Linked DNA regions of Pan troglodytes: region 1 is linked to region 2. The links are chromatin contacts, called in public HiChIP or PLAC-seq maps. All regions are on one chromosome and are shown on one strand. Each heading gives the region's core, a stretch centred on a gene start, on an enhancer-like site or on the middle of the called end of the contact. The rest is flanking DNA. Distances are from core to core; before and after follow the strand shown. Region 1 holds the start of GXYLT1 (glucoside xylosyltransferase 1). Region 2 holds the start of ZCRB1 (zinc finger CCHC-type and RNA binding motif containing 1).

Region 1 (4,049 bases), core at 439-2,938, 180 kb before region 2:
TTTAGCTTCAACCTGTCATTTTTCACGAGCTCATTCAAGTCTTCAGTGACTGCTTTCTCCCAGGACAGACAACTGAGGGTCCTGATGTAGGAATTACCCTGACTGTAATCAAATCTCAGGGTAAAAACATGACAAGTCCGCTTTCCACGCTGCTCCTCTGCCCAAACTCCCCTTTCATTCTGGGAATGACCATCAACTCTCAAAATGATGTTAAACAACAGCCCACAACTGATCTATACTCCCTCTTCCGACAAACCCTATACTTCTCTATATCAAAGCAGCATTTGCCAAGTCTTGGTAGGGAGCACTTCAGGTCGTTCCCAGAGAGATGCCCATACATAAGGTGGAAGTGTCCATGTTGCAAGGCAGTGCAAACGCTCAGATTTCAAGCATTCATAATGCGTTGACAGAAACCTTTTTTTTCTATTTAAATCTCATGTTGATTCCCACTCTGGCAGTGATTACGTCCTAAGTCATTACGTCGCTTTTTAAATACCAATTTGTCAACAAAGGTAACTCCATCCCATCCAACAACAGACTTGAGCACGCCAAGTATCGCTCATTTTTCTTAATTTGCTCTAAGTTTCTTAATAAACTGAGTGTTTCCAAAAGAAAATTTCACAACCCGCACAAATGCCATTTCCAAATTTAACTAACCATGGCTAATACTCAGAAGTGTAAGCGTTAACACAGGAAAATCAGCATGATGGACAAAATACACACACATATACACTCACACACACACACACAATCCTTAAACACTGAACTAGGGCGCCAGCCTCATGTTTAAATATCTCAACTTGAACTCCACTGAAACAAGAGGAAATTCTCACTAGCCAGGCAACAGTAAGGCTTTTGTGGACACCTCTTATTTTCAAAGAACCCTCTTTTTAAAAAGTTGAAAATTAATTTCTAACTGCTTTAAAGGGCGCATGACTGGGTCAAAAGATAAACACAGAAAGTGTAGGACACTCTCAGGCGGGAGCAGCGCGGGTTTAGCCCCGGCCGGAGGAGAAGGAGGGAAATGAGTGAGGGGTCAGAGACAGGAGGAAAGACGCGGGAGACGCGGCACCCACCGGCGAGCAGCCCGGGCTAGGCCGAGCCCGCGCCCAGCGCCCCGCGCCCGCCGCGTCCCCCACACCGGGAACTGCCCGTACCTGTCCGACACGCCGGGATGCGCTGCGGGGCCCGCGACGCCGGCGCCTCTCACGGCGCCGCGTCCGCCGCCCGCGAGCCAGGAAGCCACTGCGGCCTGCGGCTTCCCGCCACCGCCGCCCGCTCCTTCTTCCAGGGACACGGCGAGCTGGCTGAAAGCGTAAAGGAGCGAGCAGAAGCCGCAGGCCACACACAGCACCACGACGCGCAGGTAGCGCCGCATCGCCCCGGCCGCGCTCCTCCTTCTCCGCCGCCGCCGCGCCCGCCCCGACGAACTGGAGCGGAGGGAGGGGCACCGCGCAGCCGCGGGCGCAACAAGTTCCTCACCCGCAGCCGCCCCCGCCGCCGCCTTGCGCCCGCTCCCTTCCTTCCCTCCCCGCCCACCACCTAGGCGAGCGCAGTCGCGGCTCCGGAGCTGAAGGACTACCCGCCCGGAAGACTGGACACCGCCTCTGCCGCCGCGCGCTCAAGGGTCAGCGGCAGCGACGCAACCCCGCCCCTCCCCCGGGCGGGAGGGCTGGACGCGCCGGCGCAGTTCGCGTGGGAGGGACGCAGGGCTGGCGCGCAGAGGATGGTGTGAGTGCGCGGAACGCGGCGCGCTTGAGGGCTATAGCCAGCGCAGGCCGACGCGCAGGTGAATGGGAGCCCTGTGGGTCTCGACCGCCGAGAGAGGGGGAGCGAAAGCCTCAGGGCTCTGGAGGCAGTTGACCTAAATTCTAATTATGGTCCTTCCACATGGTAGTTTGTGACATTGGGCAACCTAAATTCTCTGAGCATGTTTCTTCGTCCCTAAAATGGAGCTACTATCCTCATCATGGGGTGGTTGTAAAGATTAAACTGTTTAACGCTCGAAAGCCGCCTAGCACTTAGAAGACACTTGACTAGGCCAGTTTCCTCTCCATCCTCCCCCAGCCTCTAAGTTTCTGTGATACTATAATGTGCACGAGCCATTTTCACCCAGATAAGCTCATTGCTTCGTGTGTTTGGTATGCGGACCTTACCTCTTGCCTCCCAGCAGACAGTGAGTTCCTGTAAGGCAGGGCTCTTCCCTTTGACCTTTTTGGCCTCCCTCACAACTCATTATTTTCATGTGCAAAACAATTAGTATTCTCTCCACAGAGCTTCTTTCTTCCCCAGTTCTTCTCCCTCTTCTTCTGTGTTTCCACTACGTTCATTCATTGACCATTTATAAAGCATCACTTGTGCCAAGCTCTGTGTGAGTACCTAGGGGTATAAAGAGGCCTAAGTGGAGCGTGGGTGGGACAGCGGATACTTGTAAATAAGCGCAACGCAGTGATAACAGACTTAAGATCCAGGCCTGTAAGGGTGTGGGCATACACACAAAGGAACAATCAGTTCTATCTGTGAGTATGGTCAAGAGAGACTTCATAGCAAAGGTGGCGCTAGAGTCTTGAGTCGGGTAAGGGAAGTAATTCCAGGCTGAAGGATCAATAAACAGGCTCTTGTGTAGGGAACTGTGTGAAGTTTGATACCACCAGCTAAGTGAATGCAAGAGAGGGTATGATGAGCGATAAGCGCGTAGAAGGGGCCAGATATTTGAGTGCTTTGTTTAGCACACCAAGGAGTTTGAATTTAATCTGCAAGACATTAGTGAACCATTGAAGGGTTTTTAAATAGGGAAGTAACATGATCACAATTGCATTTTAGAGAGCAGATTCTGGCTGTAATGTGGAGGCTGAAATAGAGAGAGGAGAGATTGGAGGCAGAAAGCAGCACCAGTGCCAAAAAGTGAGGGAAGGGATACTTAAAAATACACACACACACGAACACACATTCATGGGGAAAAATCATGCGTTTAACTGCTGAAATTGCATCTGGGGCGTTGAAAAGTTTGGCCATGAGATACAAGGTGGGGAAATGCTGCGCAAAATAGTAGCAGTCTCCATTTGGATCCTTGGCTCCCTATACCAAAAAAGTAGTGGTTCTGTAACCATGATAAAGTCACTAAACAAATTTAAGGTTCAACTTCCTTCCCTTCTTGCTTTACCTGATAAAAAATGAACATTAGCATGCTATCAAGATGTGTAAAGAGAATGAGAACACACATTTATGCATTCAATAAACATTTATTGAACATATTCTACATGCCAGACAAGGGGCTCTGATGCAGAGTATTCAGAAATAAAAGGAGTGTACTGCTCTCAAAGGGAAAACAGGCAAATAGAAACCACAAGAATACTAAATTAATACTTCCACTACACCTTACACTTCTTAGAGAAATGAAGATAAACTTAACGAAGTACCCAGAATGATAGGAAAAGCATTGATAAGAATGAAAATACCTTTTGAGAGAAAGCTGAAAGATATGGTACCAAGAAACTAGAGTAAGAGCTAGTACTCAAAAAGTGTTTAATTTAAAAGATACTAACTATAACTGTTCTCTATTTCAACAAAGAAACTAAACGTAGTAATAATTAAGAATAACTCCTTGACCCACAGATGGTTAAAATAATGGAATGGCAAAAAGAGAAGGCAAGCAGTTTTCATTTCTGCAACAATTTTATGAAAAGAGCATATCAGGAAAAATAGCCACTCATTTATTGACGTCAGGGTACTGGACCATATCATCCTTTTAGGTTCCTTCTAATCCTGTAATTTTCTGTTGAAAAATTATATAAACCATTCCAAAAATAGAAATGATTTTTCTGTTACTCACACATCATCTTAACTGGTTATCTTGGAGGAGCTGTGTGCATGCTGGCATCCCCTCTAATTATTAACCGGATTTACACGTTGCATTTTGATATTCCTAAAATTAAGTTAATGAAAACGCTTTAACATATTTGATGTCACAACAGTTAGGTGTTTCTTCCATGTACTGCGTGAAGGTATGTATTCCTAAATCTATTTTTTTCTCTCTATACCAGTCTCTT
Region 2 (4,105 bases), core at 383-2,882:
AAACAAAAACCAATAAAGTATTAACAATCACCGATTTAATTATGCCAGATGTGTACACCTTCCTTACATTTTAGGAAGTTAGGAACAATGACTCCAGCAGGCTGAATTAAGGAATTCCTTTTTCCCAGTCACCACTTAAAAAAAATTCTTTTTTGGTTCTTCTTCTTTCAAGTATTCTTTATACCAACACTTTCAGTGCCAGATTGTATGGGTAGGGAGACGGGTTTTAAATAGATGAAGGAAAAACCCTGAGGCTACTCCTAACTTCCACTCAGACTATGAGCAAAAAAAATGCTCTAATGAATATGTACTGTATATGTACAATACCTGCACCTTGCTTACCCAGGTCAGAAAGAGCATGGGGACTCAGACAGAACCTTAGCCACTGATTTTTGCTAATACACAGTCATGCTATGCTTAATGAAGGAGGTATGTTCTGAGTGTTACGTGATTTCACAGTGCAGACATCACAGGGTGTACTGAGACAAACCTAGATGGTCTAGCCTATTGCTCCTAGGCTACAACCTGTATAGCATGTTAATGTAGTGAATAATGTAGACAGTTGAAACACAATGGTAAATATTTACATAGCTAAACACAGAAAACGTACACTAAAAATATGGTACAATGTATTACACTCTTAGGAGACCACTGTGGTATATGTGGTTTGTTGTTAATCAAAAAGTTGTTATGCTGTGCATGCCTGTACTATGGCTGGGTACCTTTTTTGCTTGTCTTAATATTTTTTTTCTCTGGAGTGGTGTGTTAAGAGGAAAATTTTCTTTTCCCCTTTTAGTATGATGTTAAGGAGTAAATTTAAGCTTTATGTATCGACAATATAAACTTCTTTCGAAACGCTAATTTTGCTTATTGCCAAATTATGAAATGATACATTATATAAATAGGCTTGGTGCCTCGAAGAGACAGACCTGTAGGTATGTGTGTATATGTATATAAAGTTTACAAATGTAATCAGTAATTTTCACATTTTATCTTACAAAGTCAGCAAATTACCGTGAAAATATCAGGCTCAACCAAATTCAAATTTCTGATTTAAAAAGAGCGTGCGGTGTGTATTTGAGATGGGAAGATCAACCATCACAAATGGAAAAATACTGACTCTATGGCATGCCAATTCGTGAAGGAATGAGAAAACTGCCTCACGTTTGGTGTTATGGGGGAATTATTTAGAAAACTTCAGGAACTCAACATAGATACGTCGCTTTTTAAGTTTCTCATTTGAAACTATGCGTTACACGTTCTGCTGAGAGCCGCGAAGGCAGGCAGAGGTTAACGTCCTGGAATAAAAAGGGTGGCGGGAGAGAGGGGCAGAGCGTTTTGGCAGCCGAGTCTGGGGAGGGAGCCCCGCAGGAGAGAAGGCCGCAGCTGAGGAGGCGTTTACCTTCAGGTGGGTTGGGCCTGGGAGACCAGAAGAGTGCGAGCCCTCGGCTCAGCTGGGGCTCAACCCCGACTCTTCGTAGCCGCTCGCAGCGGCCTTGGCATCACGAGTCCTGGGAGGAGTCAGGCGCGGAGAGCAGATAGCAGCAGCCACGGTGCTTCTTCCCGGCTGTTTGAGATCCGGGCCCCGAAGGCGGGCCCAGAGGCGAGCGCTTCGCTAACGTCATTGCGCGCGCCGGAAGTACTTACCTGGGATAACGGCGGCGAGCGGACGGCTGCATTTACGGGGTCTCCCGGAGGGCCAGAGTCGGTGAGCGCTTTTTACCTTTCCCAGAGATGGATGCAGAGCGTGTGCGGGCTGCTAAACGAGGGGGAGTGGGCGGGAGTTTTCTGTGTCGGGTCCTGGATTCTCCTGCCTTTGAATTGTGCGACAATTCTGCCCATGCGGTTGAGGGTGGAGAGACGCAGTGGAGTTTGGAATAAAGGGAAGTATTGAGTCTAAGATAGGGGTTCGCGTCTCTGTAGCGCCTTAATATGCAAGAAGACGACTGAGCTAGGTAACTTCAGTGACCCGAGAGGAGTCAGGAAGTCGGTAATTTTACTGAAGGTGTTCGCGGTACCCAGCTATTAAGGCACTTTGGGAACTACAAAATAAACAGACCTTTTATGTTTTGTTTTGTTTTGTTTTCTGGTGAAGATCTCAGTCTATTTGGGGAGACGAGGTCAACTTGGGGAGAGTTGGATTCACAGAATGACTCATCTTTAGTATGGGTATGGACAAATGTTGAACTTCTTGGCACCTTTTCTCTTCCTGTAAATCTATAATGGCTACGCACTGCTTTTTCTCTAAGAGGCCATAACATGCCCACCATTCCTACAGAAAAATCAGAACGTAATGCAAGGTAATTTATACTTCTACCTACCAGCACATACAGACCAGGCCTCTAACCACTCCCTGGGAGCCTGCGTTCCAGCAGCCTGGAACCCACAGCCTCTCCTGGAGCCTGCACAATCAATCCAGAGTGAAGCCGATGTCTTCTATAGAGACGGAAGTACAATCCATCCAGGGCGCAGCTGAATTTTGAGAGGCCTGAATGCCTCCGTGGCCGACAGGAGACCGCTGGCACTAATTCTCTAGGCATACTTGTGGCCAGCCAAACTTACCATGCTTTACATCTCTGTTATCCTTGGTTACCGCCCAAGATGTAAGCTTCTGTGGTCTTCTGTGCTATAGTCTCATTTCCGTGCTGCTTTGTGCTTTCTTTCGACTTAGGCTATCACTGCTTCTTCGTTTCTTCCCCATTTAACCCCTCAACACCCCATCTGTGCTTTCTGAAACCTCTATTTCCTGCTTAAACTATTTTACATATTCAACTTCTTTAGTGAAATTCTCCTTCATCTCCTAACCTTAACTATTGATAACACGTAGATTTTCCTGCCAGCCATTTCAGTTGAGCCCTTTCTCTGACCCTGCATTTAAAGTTTGGGCATGGCTGTAGCCGTGTTGAACGGATTTCAATTCCTCAGAATACTTTCTTCCCTCAGTATCTTCACAAAGGCTCTTTTCTCTCTCTGGGACATTTGAGCTCCCTGTTTCCTCCTATCTTTTTCTGGATAACTTCTATTAAAGATCTGAGTTTAGCTGTCACTTTACTTGAGGGGTATACCCTAACTTCCATAGAGTTAGGTATTTTTGCTATGTACTCTTAGCTGCCCTGCACTTCCCTCACGGCATTTATCACACGTATCTTAATTGCTTCTTTGCCATCCCTACTAAGCGAGACTGTCGGTGAGGGACTGTGTTTGTCTCGTTTATCTTTGTAACTCCAGTAGCTAATACAGTTCTTGGCACATAAGACAGTCAGTTATTTCTTGAATGATTGCAGGTGCTGAAGGTATGGTCTCAGAGATCAGGCAGTTAACGTTAATGAATACTTCACCCGTAGAAGGGGTCACCTGCCACTCAGCTACAGCTGATTGTGGCTATGTGAGAATATGATCCCAGTTTTGCCAGAACATCTAATTTTTTCAAAAAAAGTTGGAAATACCATTTTTAAAAAAGCATCCTCTCCCAGTTTTTAAATGTTGTCAGTGGAATAGAATTTTATTAAAAAAAAAAAGTGGGTCAAACACAAGTCTCATATGGCCTATCAGTCACTAGTTTGGAATCTGTTTTAAGTCTTGTAGGGTTTATATAATGGGCTTTGTGGAGAATAATAGATTTTGAGTTGGGCCTTGATGGACCGTTGGATGTTGAATGAGAGAATGGAAAAAGATATCCCGTTTGGAAAATAAACAGCTCCGTGGTAGTATGTGTTAGTCTGTTTGTGGCACAGTAAGGAAACAGGCATAATTATATGCTTTTGGAGAGAATAGAAGGTTAGATATAATAGAAGGAGGCATATGGAAGATAGAAGTTTGGATTTATTATGATTAATAAAAAACCTCTTGGATTCTTGATCCTGGAAACTTCACATTATGAATATGCGTTAACAGTTGATTATCCTTTTTTAGGGTAAAATGGAGGGTAAAACACTGGAAGGAGGCTGACCGGTTAAGGCCTTAACTTCCATCCATATATGAAATAAAATTCAGATTTATAAATATTATATGTAGGCAGACATCTGGCATTTTTGTTTACTTGTGTAATTTCAGTTAATTGATCAATTATAATGGACAATCAGGGATCTCCTACTAAGTTTAGTGC

What was found. HiChIP or PLAC-seq counts read pairs in DNA pulled down with a chosen protein or histone mark.
Region 1: a contact with region 2 is called in an H3K4me3 HiChIP or PLAC-seq map of stem cell-derived excitatory neurons, with 6 times the contacts expected there. The contact joins the promoter of GXYLT1 here to the promoter of ZCRB1 in region 2. A contact is called at or near these places in 2 of 7 Hi-C or Micro-C datasets (blood and stem cell-derived neural progenitor cells) and 1 of 1 datasets of contacts at active chromatin or transcription factors (stem cell-derived excitatory neurons).

What each region holds. Positions count from the first base shown.
Region 1 is chr10:53,698,968-53,703,016 of NHGRI_mPanTro3-v2.0_pri, reverse strand. It overlaps GXYLT1 (glucoside xylosyltransferase 1), which reads right to left and starts at 1,688. Exons shown (of 8, transcript XM_001167787.7): 1 at 1,158-1,688. The coding sequence starts at 1,378.
Region 2 is chr10:53,520,474-53,524,578 of NHGRI_mPanTro3-v2.0_pri, reverse strand. ZCRB1 (zinc finger CCHC-type and RNA binding motif containing 1) reads right to left here and starts at 1,632. Exons shown (of 8, transcript XM_001167603.5): 1 at 1,403-1,632. PPHLN1 (periphilin 1) reads left to right here and starts at 1,521. Exons shown (of 12, transcript XM_063785757.1): 1 at 1,521-1,708.